3 separate regions of the Mus musculus genome follow, and regions 2 and 3 are each linked to region 1. The links are chromatin contacts, called in public HiChIP or PLAC-seq maps. All regions are on one chromosome and are shown on one strand. The core of a region is the stretch at or near the end of the contact, and the rest is flanking DNA. Distances in the headings are between cores, read along the strand shown. Region 1 has its middle 6.4 kb from the start of Gm22798. Region 2 overlaps Gm38537 (a long non-coding RNA gene). Region 3 holds the start of Foxo1 (forkhead box O1).

Region 1 (2,700 bases), core at 76-2,575:
CTAATTTTTTTTCCAAATGTGGAAAAGGGCAAATAGGATCAAGTGGAAAGAACAAACAGCCAAGACCACTTAATGAGAACTTAGAGTCGGTTCCCATAAGGATATTTATTAACTCTCCCATTCCTCCTTCTCAGAGGCCACATGATCACATCCACCAGCTGCCAATATAGAAAAAGTGGTTCTGATGACGTGACATACATTATCCTCGGGACTGCCTGTCAGGGGCCCCGGCAAACCATAGATCTTTCCTTCCTGCAGAGGTGCCAACGCACAAAGCCTGGAAGGAAATGGAGCTACTTGGAGCCAGGAAAAGGAACCTCCAAGGCTGATCTCAGGGACTTTAGGGCCTTGCTGAGGAACTGGTTTGTGCCCACTGTTGAAGCAGGCTCTGTGCAGAGGTGCAGCCAAGGGTGAACTGGTGGCAGCACCTGCTCTAGGTAGCTCTGTGCCCTCTGATTCCTCAGCCAGTAGCCATCCATGCTCTGCACAGACCTCACAAGAGAGGGTGGCATGTCTGTGAACCCCTACTGCAAACTCTGAAATCCAAAGCCTTCTGAGCTCTGACATGACACTACAAGTGGAAAGTTCCACACCTGACCTCTCGTGACAGGCTGTAGTCAAAACAAAAGGGTACTGAAAACATTGTACAAAGGGACCCTGAGACCGGGCAACTGTGTACATGAAACATTAAACAAAGTTCAGGATTCCACTTGATCTTACCTCCCTCCCCAAGATGTCTCATTACGGATATGCAAGTTTGCTAAAATTAAAAACTTGAAATTCAAACAAACCATTTCTGTTCCCAAGTATTTCTGACAAGCCAAATGTAGAATGACTTCTAAGAAAACTCACGTATTTACTATGGGAAAGCCATAAGACCAAGAAGCAAGATGGCAGTAGAGAGATAACTTTTAGCCAGTTCGTTGTTCTAGTGTTTCTGACACTGGTGGACAGGGTGGGGTCACTGTCAAGCAAGAGATGAAGCAGGAGGTTCAGTTCAGGGTGCAAGACAGGGTACTGGGAACTGGAGAAGCAGAGATACCAGGGCCAGAAGGCAAGGTAAGGAAGAGGAATGTTCTTGATACTCCACGTGACACTGCCCCAGTCTTCATGACAGATGCACAAGGTACCATTGTCTTCGTTGAGCACAAGATAAACAGGCTCCGCAAGATTAAGGAACTCAACCCGCATCACACAGCTCACAACTGACAATCAGGACTCGAATCCAAGTCCGCCTGATATGAAACCACCCTGAACTGCATATCAGAGGCTGAGAGAAGCAAGAGGTGTCCCTGTCTCCATGACGACAGACTCTCCAACTCAGCAAGAGTTGTTTCCCCATTCTGGCTCAGTGCTCTTCCTGCTCAGTGTCTGCAAAGGGGAGAGGTCGGGGGCCAGGCTGTCGCTGTTGTTATCATCTTTCCTCTACAGTTCTGTTTTCGAACGTTAACCTTGACATGTCACAGTCCCTGGTCTCTCCACAAGGCCATGCTAGAGCTGGCTCTTGCTGGTCAAGAGGGGCCTGGCCTCTCTGAGCTCTGCAGGAAGGCCCCTGTCTTATACCCTTCCTCTTGTCTTTTTTTCCCCTTCCTCATGACGCAGTGGGGGCTATTCCTGCCTGATCTGCTTGCTGAGCCTGTGTCTCCTCCCTCCTCCCTTTGTATATGCTTTCCACAAACTCTATTGGGTATCTGCTCTAGGGTCTTACAGATAACGGTGTGATGGAGATGGGAACGGATAACCCAAGGAAGCAGCCCCTGGACCATGGCATGTATGTGGGACCATGTATGTGGGATGAGGGGTTGTTGGGCATGGGTTGGGTGAATAGTTCACTGTCCTCTCTCAGAGGACACAGATCAGGTGACTCAAAATCCAGGCAAGGCAAGAGCAAAGAGCAGTGTCCCTATCTTAGAACTCTGGGTTGGGGGTGGGGAAGTAAGAGCTACAGGGAAACCTGGTAGGTGAAGGAGAAAGGTAGGGGCAGAGAGGGGACGGGACGCAGGTGAATTAGAGGTAGATCAGGAGACAGGAACACCACGTGATGTCATGTTTCTCACTGTGACAGCCATAGCAGCAGCGTAGGAAGCTCCAACCTCAACAGAACACAGTGGCTTCTCAGATTCTTCCTGGATTTAGAACAAAGGGTGATGCGTCATTGAGACCCTAGTTTGCTTATGATGGAGCTTGGCCATGCGAGAAAAACCAGCCATGTAAGCAGAGGGCTGGGGCTCAGAGTGGCCTGGTCATGGCTGCAGCCTAACCTTATGTATGCCTAGTGATCCGATCAATCACATCTGCAGAATGAAATCCCAACACAAGCTGCACATTGGTTGGAGAGATGGCTCAGTGGGTAAGGTGCTTGCTGTGTAAGTGCAAAGAGTGGAGTGTGGATCACCGGAACTCTTGGGACAGAAGGAGCTGGAAGGAGAAGGACAACTTCCTACAATCCCAGTGTTCAGGAAGCGGGGAGAGAGAGAGGCAAAGGCTGGACAGATAGACCACCTCATTGCTGAGCTCTGGGTTAAAGCGAGAGACAAGGAATGAGAAATTTCTTGGTAGACAGATAGGGGAAGGGTTGGGCAATAAAGTGGGTGGGTGGGGGGTACTCCCAAGATGGCTGCCTTCTTCCCTGATCTGGACTGAGGCAGTTTAAAACAAAGGGCTTGCAGGCTTTTTTCACCCACCAAGAGTCTCCCTGCT
Region 2 (2,700 bases), core at 59-2,558, 260 kb after region 1:
AATGCAGGATCAACTATCAGTGGCCCACTCCTTCCATTACCCACCTTTCCTGTTCCCATCATTCCTCAAGTATGTTCTGGTTATAAGCAACGGCCTCAGTTATCCCAGGAGCTCCAGGAGAGATAGATAGGAAGCAGTGATCTTAGCTATGGACAGCTGTCTAAGAGGCCTCCCCACAGTGCCAAGGACAGGCAGAACTCTAACAAGGTGTGTGGCAGGGCTCCTTCCCATGGCAAGCTGGCCAGGACAAGGATTCCAGGAAAAACACAGCCTCAACTTTAACTCACTTGATAAACTTCATCCCTAAAACATGACATTGGTCCACTTCTGTTGCTCTCCCTAAAGGATATGGTACTGAGGAAAGCAAAGAAAAAACAAGGGGCCCTGTGGTAAGGAGATGTCGTCTGAGCTGAAATATTCTGCCTAGGAAGAAGCATAGAGCTCATAAAATTCAGGAAGCAAAGGAAACATACAAGGATCAGGAAAGCCTTAATAGTTAAGGACTCCTGAGGCCTTTTCCCACGGTTACAGAAACCATAACATCTGCTGGGAAGAAGAGCAGACCATCTCCAGTGGAGATGCCTACAAGTTGTGCAAGGAGATACAAAGATACAGCTTTTGTGACGCACCACCCATGCTAGGGTGGCCTTCTCAGGAATGCAGCCACCTTTGACTAACCTTTGATCTGTGAGTAACCTGCTACATATGTTTCTGTCAGTGACCCTAATAAATTCAAGCAAGACTTGGTGAGATTGTTTTCTCTGCCCTGTCACTGGTTTGCTATCTAGGGTAAATAGGTAGTCACTCTTATCTCCTTAGGAAGTCACACAAGCCCATGAGGAGACTTTCTCAACCACCTCACATCTAAGCCATGCAGTGAATGAGGAGGTAAAACTTTGCTGACCTTGGATACTGATTCATCATTCACTCCCCAGTTTCTGAAATGACCTCTTACTCTTGGTCAGAATGACCAGCACTGACAGTACACAGTTTAGTCAGTCACAGTTTCCAGCCTCCAGAAACTCATCGTCTACTGGGGGGAGACAGTTTTAGGGAATGTTAAAACAGATCCCAGAATGAGAACAATGCAGGCAACAAACTCAGGAAGTGTGGCGAGCTCCCCAAAGCTGAGAAGTCAATGCTAGTTAGCCATGAAAAAGGTAAGCAAGAGAAGAAGGTTTTCTGTCTGCCACCATCCTTCTATCCACCCACACATACTCAGCACATTTGAATAGCTCTGACAGGGCGTCCATACCACACCCACAGCACTTGTGTCAGATGCAGCATGTGACCTTTGGAGCTGGAAAGAACCACAGCCCAAGTTAGGTCACTCAGAGTTACCACCATGCTGTGAAATGGGACACTCAGGCGACCTGCACACACCGTAAAGGCAACTAAGCAATGTTCCAAAGATTAGGAGACCTGAATCAGAAAGATCAGACCCTGGGCTTTCACATACCAGGAAAACAAAACAAAAACAAACAAACAAACAAACAAATCAGACTCATTTTGTTCACTGACATTTTAAAGTGCCATCGACTGCCACCATTATTTCAAGGCAATTTTAAAAGCAACAAAAAGAAAATCAAGATCTTACCTCTAAATTTTAAAAAGAGTCCTTAGAGTTGAATGTATTCTTAGAGAAAGCTATACCGATTATTTCTATTGTTCTGCATTTTAATACAGGTCTCAGAAACCAGTATAGTTCAAGGCCCTGCTATTACAACATTTTAGAATTACAAAACATCTGATAAGTAACCATGTCCGGCTGTTCTTATCATGCTTGATTTCCTCATGTAACATACCCCATTAACACGTCCAGTTGGCTGTAAGAACAATATCGTGGTAAGGCCATTTTGACACATGGACATCTTGACATCTAAAATACAGAATTACAACTGAGACCTTGGGGTAACAGCAGAAAATGCCAACTACTCTAAAACACAAATAAAACAGAGAATTCCTTTAATGCTTTCGACTCTAACCCCCAAAATCCACCTATGTGTCACCCACTCGCCAACGTTAAGCCAATCAAAGGGAGCAAGTGATGCTGTGTGGACCACGATGGGAGCCTAAGGGAGGAGAGAAGATCAAAGGAGGAAGCAGGGGAATAGGGCAAAAATATCAATTTTCCATTTTGTTTAAAAAAAATAATAAGAAAGAGCTAGGGATAGAGCTCAGTTGGTAGAGGGTCGACCTAGCATTCACAAAGCCCTAGCACGGCACAAACTGGGCATACGGGTACATATCTATAATGACAGCCCTCAGGGGGTAGATACAGAAATCCAAGGTCATCCTTAGCTAAATGTCAAGTCTGAGGCCACCCTGAGCTACATGTATGAGGCCCTGTCCCTGTCTCAAAAGTAAATTTAAGTAAGAGTTGGTAGGTCAGTAAGCTCTGGTGTTTCCTGGAAGAAAAAAAAAAAGAAATATATATATATATATGTATATATATATATATATATATATACACATATATACTTGAATATATATATATTTGAATATATATATTCAAATTTCTCAATGTCCAAAGGGCCACTCTGTGGCCTGTGCTAAAATGTGCAGCAGTGTCAAACTGTAGAATTTGGGGCAGTATCAAAAATTGTGACACCCTGAAGCATGTTTAGACAACTGTGACTGGTAGACAACTGAAACGAATTTCTCCGTAGATTCTACAAAGGTCCTCACTGTGGCCACCTG
Region 3 (2,700 bases), core at 154-2,653, 460 kb after region 1:
GTCTGGAGTGTCAAATGGAGAGGGACCTTGGAAGCGAACCCCTCGCTCCAACAACTAAGCTAACTTTCACGCCTGCTCTGCCATTTCACTTAAGTTCCCAAACGAGCCCTGCCCGGGTCTCTCTAGAAGTCCCTCGCCTGCACCTGGTCCAAATTTGGCTCTGGGTCTCCGGGAAGCCCCCGCCACACCTGCCATTTCTCGCCCCGCTCTCTCCGTGCGCCCATCATTTCCGGGCCCCGAACACCCACACTGCCGACCCTCCGCCGGCCCCAACACATCCCCACCCCACCCCCCAGGGCCGCCCAGAGGCCGTTCACCTTCCAGCCCGCCGAGCTGTTGCTGTCGCCCTTATCCTTGAAGTAGGGCACGCTCTTCACCATCCACTCGTAGATCTGCGACAGGGTGAGCCTCTTCTCGGCTGAGCTCTCGATGGCCTTGGTGATGAGGTCGGCGTACGACAGGTTGCCCCACGCGTTGCGGCGCGACGAGCTGGTCTTGCGCGGCTGTCCCGCGAGTGGCCCCGCGGCGGCGGCAGCGGAGGGAGGCACGGGTGGGGGCTGCGACAGCGGCCCGGTCGGTGGGGGCTGTGGCGGCGCTGGGTGCACGCAGCCCGCCTCGGGGCCCTGGAAGTCCCCGCACAGGCCCCTGCTGGCCGCAGCCGCCGCCGCCACGGCCACGCAGCCTGGCGCCCGCGCGAAGTCCTCACTCTCCTCCAGCAGGCTCAGGTTGCTCATAAAGTCGGTGCTGACAGCGGACGCCGAGGCCAGGCTCGCCGCGGCGTCGGGGTTGGCGGCCGCGCCGCCCGACGGCGCCGGACTGGAGGTGGTCGAGTTGGACTGGTTAAACTCCGGCCTGGGCAGCGGCCAGGTACAGGAGCGCTGCCGGGGCAGCGGCTCGAAGTCCGGGTCGGTCTCCACCACCTGGGGCGCTTCGGCCATGGTGCCCCCGCCCCTCCCCCACCAGCAGAGAAGTACCGGGAGACGCGGCCACCGGGGGCGCGGAGCGGGCGACCCGAGTGTCGCTCCGAGATTGGGGGGCCGCGGACGGCGGACGCACGCCGGAGTCAGGCGCGGCGGGGCGCAGCGGACGGACGCGCCCAGAACTTAACTTCGCTGGGTCACCGGTGTCTAAGGAGCCTCCGAGTTCGTGCCTAGGACGGGGCACCGACCAGGCCGCGGAGCCCGGCAGCTCGGGCACCGCGCTCCCGCTGACAAGGGCCGCGGACGCCAAGGCAGACGGGCGGACGCTGCGGGCCGCTCTAGCTCTCCGCGGCCGCGCGACAGCGGCGCTGCTGCCTGTTGAATGTGGCGGCGGCGGGGACTGAAGCGACTCCGCAGACTCCCGTCTTACGGGATCTGCAGCGGGCTCCCCGCCCGCGGCGGCGCGCGCGCCGCCCCGCCCCTGACTGACAGGCTGCGCGGCCAATGGACGCGCGAAGTCTCCGCCGAAGCAGCCAATGAACGCGGGCCTGGGCGGGCGCTGCCTTCCCTCGGGAGGCGGCAGTAGGTTGGTGGGGGGCGGTGGGGTATTTTTCTTTCTCACACACTTTTTTTTTTTTTTCCAATCTCCGTTATTATTTTCTGTAATTCTCAAGTGTTTCTGAGTCTCTGGCGTCTCAGCGATCGGATTGCTAGGAGGCAAACCGGCGTGGAGGCGGCTACCATACTTTTGTTTACTACAGAGTGCAATCGAGTACTCCAGGCAGAGCCCAGACCCTGACTCCCGGGATGGCGCGGGGCCGCTGCGCGCTCCCGGACGCGACGTGGGCGGTGGGGCGCCTCGTGGATTCCACTCAAGCCCGCTCCGCCCACGCGTCTTCGCGCAGCTCTCGGGAAGTCGGTGGGGTTTGTTTTGGAGGAATGTTTTCTTAAGCTGGCATCTGCCCTGGCCGCCCCAGGCGCGCAGATCCTTCGGTGAAGACCCGTCGCTCTGCGGCTCCGGAGTAACCGCTTCCCACCCTACCTGTGCACACCTGCAAGACGAGCCTCTGCGGCTCGGTCCAGCCCCCAGCCTCCACTCATCCTGAACCCCAGAGAGGTGCGGCGCGGGGAGAACACTGTTGCACAAGCACCTAGCTCCAGTAGCGCCTCAGATCCGACGTCTTCTATGGGAACCGCTTTTCTGCCACGGGAATCTCACTTTTTCCTGAGGACCGGTGTGGTGGCTAAAGAGTCAGAGGAGCGCTTAGAGACAACTTTGTCACTTTATTACCCCTAATTAAGTTTAACTGCTTGCTTATTTCTTTTTTATTTAGCATGGAAGCGATGAGGTGTTGAAGTCGCAAAAGGAGATAAGCCCCAAGTGTTGGGGCACAGCTCCGCCCCTCAGTTCTTTAAACTCACAGAGTGAGCTCCCAGACCCGCGTATCTAACACACGTCCGGCGGAGCCAAAGGTAGAAAGACAGTGGTTCTTTTTGCCTTACAGAATAGAAGAAAATGTTCCCTCGCTTGATCCTCTGATTTGCTTTCTTTTTTAAAAAAAAAGAAATATGGGTGGCATTTTCTTTTATTGGCTAGGATGCTTTAGAATTGAAGATGCATATTAGGGCTTTAAATATGTCCAAAAACGCAGCTCCAAATGTCTTGTTGCGGTTGTACTTCGCTCTTCTTTCTTACGTGGAGTTTTTCTATGTAAAATGAGACTCCAAAAGAAAACCAGCCTTCTTACTCCTTCCACTTTGTCTCTAACGTCTCGCTAAT

Evidence for each region. HiChIP or PLAC-seq counts read pairs in DNA pulled down with a chosen protein or histone mark.
Region 2: a contact with region 1 is called in an H3K27ac HiChIP or PLAC-seq map of regulatory T cells, with 4 times the contacts expected there. The contact joins two enhancer-like sites. A contact is called at or near these places in 1 of 484 Hi-C or Micro-C datasets (nephron progenitors) and 2 of 115 datasets of contacts at active chromatin or transcription factors (embryonic stem cells and regulatory T cells).
Region 3: an H3K27ac HiChIP or PLAC-seq map of regulatory T cells shows a contact between it and region 1, with 8 times the contacts expected there. The contact joins the promoter of Foxo1 here to the enhancer-like site in region 1. A contact is called at or near these places in 13 of 39 promoter capture datasets (the 3T3-L1 cell line, 3T3-L1-derived adipocytes, the C10 cell line and 9 more), 2 of 484 Hi-C or Micro-C datasets (bone marrow-derived macrophages and cerebral cortex), 29 of 115 datasets of contacts at active chromatin or transcription factors (the 230-238 cell line, CD8 T cells, the SCID.adh cell line and 20 more) and 3 of 9 other capture datasets (adipose tissue, embryonic stem cells and liver).

What each region holds. Positions count from the first base shown.
Region 1 is chr3:52,727,801-52,730,500 of GRCm38.p6, reverse strand. No RefSeq gene overlaps it. Among named protein-coding and RNA genes, the nearest start is that of Gm22798, 6.4 kb to the right of the region's middle. Within about 2 kb of position 1,325, at least 3 of the 459 cell types and tissues checked have an H3K27ac peak or open chromatin away from gene starts, as enhancers often do. A contact at or near this core is called in regulatory T cells, where this site is marked.
Region 2 is chr3:52,468,674-52,471,373 of GRCm38.p6, reverse strand. The region is part of intron 2 of Gm38537 (a long non-coding RNA gene); the gene reads right to left. Among named protein-coding and RNA genes, the nearest start is that of Gm38537, 2.9 kb to the right of the region's middle. Within about 2 kb of position 1,308, at least 25 of the 459 cell types and tissues checked have an H3K27ac peak or open chromatin away from gene starts, as enhancers often do. A contact at or near this core is called in regulatory T cells, where this site is marked.
Region 3 is chr3:52,267,040-52,269,739 of GRCm38.p6, reverse strand. Foxo1 (forkhead box O1) reads right to left here and starts at 1,403. Exons shown (of 3, transcript NM_019739.3): 1 at 318-1,403. The coding sequence starts at 938.